2 separate regions of the Mus musculus genome follow, and region 1 is linked to region 2. A link is a contact called in public Micro-C data. All regions are on one chromosome and are shown on one strand. The core of a region is the stretch at or near the end of the contact, and the rest is flanking DNA. Distances in the headings are between cores, read along the strand shown.

Region 1 (2,700 bases), core at 128-2,627, 1.1 Mb before region 2:
CTGGCTGGAGCCATCCTCGCCAGGCCGGACCCTGGGATTTCAATTGGTGTGTGATCGTGGTGGAATCCCGACCACCAGAGCAAAGCTACATGGAGAGGTGGGGTACACGTGCAGGGGGAAAGGGGGAGGATCAGTAACTGGGCAAAAAAATCAGATTAAGAAGAGAAAAGAAAGGGAAGCATAGATGATGAGTTACTCATAAGGCAAATGTTTGCCCACAAGGGAAGGATGTAACTGTCTCTACCCACTGCTCAGAGTAGATACCTAGTATCCATCTGAAAGATTTAAAAAGGCAAGGACACAGCCTTGGCAGTGCGGAAAGGTGTAGAAGGGAGCAGCCGAGTTGCTGGCAGCCCCAGAGCACCGTCACTGCCACCCAGGCCATCCAAACCCCAACCGTAGTGCTCAAACCATGCAACGCCAGGTTCTGGATTTCGTACTGGAAGCTCTGCTGTTTTCCTGGCCCCCTAGCCCGAGGCGGGGCAAAAGGGATGGGGGGTGGGGGTTAAGCAGGACCCGTCAATCCTTAATTTGCTTTCCCTTGGGGTGGGAGGGCGGAGACCGTTCCAACTTCTTTTCCGCAGCCCCGTGGGGGGAAAAAAAGGCCAAATCTTGAGGCGAGACTTGAAACAAATCCCCCCGCGAATTTGCCAATGGGTGGAGTGTCGACAAGCGACTGGAGGGCTCGAACCTGGCGCAGACTAAACAATCCGTCACGCACAAGGCTCTGCAAATCTGCAGGGGCTCCCCCGCCTCTCCCCCATACAGCTCTGAGAATGCACTTTGCTCTGGGCAGCACTGCCATGCAGACAGACACACACATGCATGCCCGAAAGAAAAAAAAAAAAAAAAAAAACTCCAGCGAGTGTCTCGGGGGGAGGGAGGTGTCCTCCCTAGTACTGAGGAGCACTGGCCGCCCCTCCGTCAGAAAGACACCCCGTACACGCGACCCCCTGCTTGGGGCGGGCGGCAACTCTGACAAGCCAAGAAGCTAGAGTGGTCACGGTCCCTTGCGGGAAGGGGGAGGGGGCGCAGCGGTCGCCCCAGCCGCGTTCTTTGTACGCACCGCCACCCCCCAAATCTCCAAAGCCCCCCGCCAGCTGCGCCCTTACCTTCCTCGGCGGCGGCTGCATGATGCTGAAGGGACATCAATCCTCCGCCCACCCCTGACGGCGGCGTTTAAAGGACTGTGAGGGTGAGGAGGGTTGGAGAAAATGGGGCGGCCCAGCAAGCCAGGGCGCGCGCTTGTGTGTGTGTGAAAGGAGAGCCTGGGAAGGAGAAGGAAGAGGAATCGGCCCGGAGGCTGCGAGGCAGGCGAGCGGCAGGAGCAGCCGGGTCGCAGCGAGTGTGGAGAGAAGGAGGAGCGCCGGGAAGGCCTGGGGCCCGGGCGGCCCGGGGGGTGTGTGAGGGAAGGAGGCGGAGACGGCCAGGGGGCGGGGGCCGCCGGGGGGGGGGGGCTCGCGGCTCGCCGGGCGGCTGAGGAGGAGCGGCCGCGTCGTCCGCGCTCGCCGCCTGCCGCGGCCCGGCTGCAGCTGGCTGACGCGGCGGCCCCCCACCCACTCGGGCAGCCCGGCCCTCGCGGTGCCCAACGCCCCCGCCCGGCCCGGGAAGGAGGAAGGCGGCGCCACGCTCCCCTGTTAGAGCTCCGCCAACCACTCAGGCCGCGGGAATTTCCGGCCCCTGGCGCGCGCCACAGCGCCCCGCTCCGGCTGCAGAGGGGATGCGCTCCCGGCCACACCGCCTGCTTCAGAGTGGAGGGGGGGAGGTTAGCCAGGCCGCGCCACGGGGCTCCGGATCTCGGTGTGAGAAAGGGGGAAACTTCACGGATTGTTCGGCCGAGGGGAACGGTGGGGACGGGAACGGGACTCGAGAACTACCCCAGTTCTCTCCGACGATGGAACGTTCCGGACGCTTCCCGTCCTCCCTCCCCCCACACCGAGCAGGCAGCTGGGGGCTTCCCGCGCGCCTTCCCGCCAGCCCGCTGGGGCGCGCGACTCCTCCGGGAGCGCGCACGTGGGAGGGAGAGGACTCTGCTCCGACGCACGCGCACAGGCCGCCCCCGCCTCCCGCCTGCATCTGCGGCTGCACAGTTTGTGTGGGAATTTGGCAGGAGTCGAGGGGGGCTAGGCTCATAGTGGGATTGTTTGCAATAAGGAAGGAGGTACCTAAGAGGATTCGGGATTTTGCTTTCTCTCAGTCCCTCAGCGTACCCTCCCTCCTAGTCAGCTAAACGTGCACTGAGAAATTTAGCATGAACAAGTCCTTTTACAACTAGCCGCAGGTGCCAGACCTATGCCATTGGAGGACAGGTGAAATAACCTAAAATTGCCAGGCAAAGGAATGGATGCCCTATTCCAGAGTACTTAGCCAGACCTCGTGGAGTCAACTGAGGAAAAGAATGAAAATCTCTTGAATCGGTCACTCCCATATCACAGATAGGAAGGCTGGTGTCCGCAGAGAATTGGAGCCATTCTCAAGGTCACATGGCATGCCTAGAATCCCAAGGGCTGAGTGTGAGGAGGGGTATCTTGCTTGGTGTTAGGGCGCATGCCTAGCAGCCAGAGAGGCCCTGAGTTCATCACTAGCATGGCAGAGGAAAGGATTAGGTGAGATTAAGAACCATAGGGAGACAGCAAGGGCCATGGAGGAAGCCTCTGAAGGAAGCCCTTGTCTGGAAGGGAGGACTTCTAGGTCAACTCA
Region 2 (2,766 bases), core at 44-2,543:
ACATACAGTTGCTTAAAAATAATGTCTTTACAAAGCCTGTGATTTTCCATAAAGATAACATCTTGGTCCAAATGCACCTTAAGGTAAAAATAATAAACAAACAAACAAACAAATAAATAAATAAATAGGCAACACCCCGAGACTTGTTGTAGTACAGTCATCTTTCCATCAGGGGGAGCCATTCTTTTTCCTAAATCCTCTGTATCCAGAAAGGAAAATCACAGCAAAGTCTCAACACCTCTCCCTGGCTTAAACAGGAATGATGTGGTCAGAGCTGGCCGGTAGGAATGAACTCTAAGATCCATGGGACAAAGCTTATAGGAAGAGGGGTTGTGTGATGGCAGGTCAGTTTGCAGAAGTCACAGCTGCCAGCTAGGTGAAGAGATGAGGAGAAAGAAATCATGCAGTGGGCTTATGGAATGAAGAAGTGGGTGGGAACAGGCTGGAAATAGAGCCATTTTGGCCAGAAAATGACAAGACTATAAGTTAAAGATGCCTGGGCTGGGAGCGTGAGGACCCTTGAGATGGTTCTGTGAATAGAATGTGGGAAATAAGGGCTGTTTTGAAAGGATGGAGACATTAGGTTTGTGCACGGAGCATGCAGATATCCATAATGATAAATTCAATAACTCTGAACTGCAGATATTAGTGTGGGCTTTCATGGGGAAGAAAAGAGGAGACCAGGGAGTCATATAGACTGAGAAAAGAAAAGGCACAAGCTTACACAAGAGTATCTACATTTAAGTATCAAACACAGAAGTAATCTGAGGAGCAGGGTTTGTGTAATAAAGTATGCTTTTTTTTTTTGCCCCAGCCAAGGGAGGGGACTTCATAAAGGGATGTGGAGAGAGAGGGGCTGAAATGAGGGCTGGTCAGGTTGTTATTTCAACAATCACTCAAGACTTTTGGTCATGATAGGCCTCATGCTAATCACAACAAGCTGCTATGGCCCCGAGGAGAAAGCCCTTACCAAATGAAGTACTTCGACAAGTTTCTGGATAGCTCATATTTATAGTTCATTTTATAAAGTTCAGGGTCGCTCAAAAATTCCAAATAAATTCTTTCAGTCTCTCAAGATTCAGTGCTAGAAACTACAAAAACAGGAGGGCGGGCTGAAAGACCAGATATATAAAGAATAATCATTAAATATTAATAAGCAGTCTCCTCCTGCTAAGCGAAAGGCCCTAGGAGAAATATCCCCAGGCGGACTAGGTTCCCGCCCCCTCATGAATATGCAGATAGCTGTCCGCCGCGCACTGCCCCGCCCTCTACTCCTCTCCCACCGCAACCGACTCTCCCTTCAAACGGGAAACAAGATGGCGGCGGCAGGTCCGAGCACTCGGGCTTCTTCCGCTGCGGCCGCGGCAGCTCTGAGTCGGCGGGGCCGGAGGGGCCGCTGTGACGAGATGGCGGCAGCGAAAGCCGGGGCTCCGGGCCCGGCCTCCAGCCCCGCGTTGTTAGTGTTGCGGTCAGCGCCACGGCCGGAGGAGTCGGGCTGCACCGGGTGCCTGGAGACCCCGGGGGAAGTGGCGGCCCTGCCGTGCAGCCACTCGCGGTGCCGAGGCTGCGCCTCGCGCGCGGCGGGCCCGGGCTGCCGTCGCTGCCGTCCCCGCGGTTCGGGCTGGGCCCGCCGTCGGGCGCGCGACGACGGCCAGGCCGCCGCGGAGCTGATGGGCGAGCGCGCCCGTCGTGGACAGCCAGAACCCTGCCGCCCGCGCCGGGACGGGGGCGCGGCTGCCTCGGGGCCCAGGCCGGAGCCGGAGCCGCTCGCGGAGCCAGGTGGAGCCTCCCCTCGCCCCTGTGGGCTTCAGCCAGGCCCAGCCGCCGGGTCTGGCCTGGTGAGCGGGGTGGAGGGTCCCGGGCTCTGCTGCCGCGGGTGTGGAGAGTTCTGCTGGGGTCGCGACCGGGTTCTGCCCAGGCGCAGTATGTGTTGGTGAAGGTTGAACTTTGGAGCGAACTGTACGCGTGTTGAATTTGGAGGGGCAGTGAGGGGACCCCGCGCCTTGCGTAAGTCAGAAGTTTGGAAGGAAACAATTCCTGGAACAAGTTAGGGGCATGTTGAAGTTGGTGCGTGGAGGGGGAGGGGCCCTGGAGGATCCCAGCAGCGCTTGTTTCAGTGTTGGGCAGAGGGCTTGGGGTCGCGCGGTCTAGGAGGGATGTGTCTTCCAGGGCTGGAGAGAATGAGGTGTGGGATATCCCAGGCTCAGGGGGAGCTTTGCAGACTTGAGAGCAGAGTGGGTTTTGAGGATGAGCTCTCGTGTGAAGTTCTTTCTCATGCTATCTTGGGAAAAAAAAAAAAAAAATATATATATATATGCATGCTTAGCGCAGAGCTTGCCACACAGGATGAGATAAATGCCATCTATTTTGGTGATAATACTAATCATAAACGTTAGTGGTGCTTGATGAAGAAAGCTGGGTGGGATTTAAGTTTTGGAGACAAAGATTGGTTTGGCTGGGGGCTGTTTTCTGTCTTTCTATGTAAGTTTCATCTATGATGCTGGCAACTTAAAGGTCTGTTGTAGGACTCTTGGCCTGAACTCCTTTGCCTTTCTCACCGTCGGCAGCCCATCACTTGTTGGTGCTGAAGTCTGAGATAGAAAATTCCGTTTGTAACATGAACCGAGACCTAGGCTTCTTTGGTGCAAGCCTAAGCAACATACCTACAGCTGAGATTTTCAAGAACCGTGAATCAGGAAAAGCCATTTGCTAGCCCTTTTATGTTAGGAATTCTGCCTTACGTCGTTTTCAGCAGAAGGAAGGCAT

Evidence for each region. A called contact is a pair of places that touch in the nucleus more often than the background predicts.
Region 1: a contact with region 2 is called in a Micro-C map of embryonic stem cells, with 7 times the contacts expected there. The contact joins the promoter of Fchsd2 here to the promoter of Rnf169 in region 2. A contact is called at or near these places in 1 of 484 Hi-C or Micro-C datasets (embryonic stem cells) and 1 of 9 other capture datasets (liver).

What each region holds. Positions count from the first base shown.
Region 1 is chr7:101,107,452-101,110,151 of GRCm38.p6, reverse strand. It overlaps Fchsd2 (FCH and double SH3 domains 2), which reads right to left and starts at 1,377. Exons shown (of 20, transcript NM_001146010.1): 1 at 1,113-1,377. The coding sequence starts at 1,133.
Region 2 is chr7:99,978,985-99,981,750 of GRCm38.p6, reverse strand. It overlaps Rnf169 (ring finger protein 169), which reads left to right and starts at 1,293. Exons shown (of 6, transcript NM_175388.3): 1 at 1,293-1,779. The coding sequence starts at 1,317.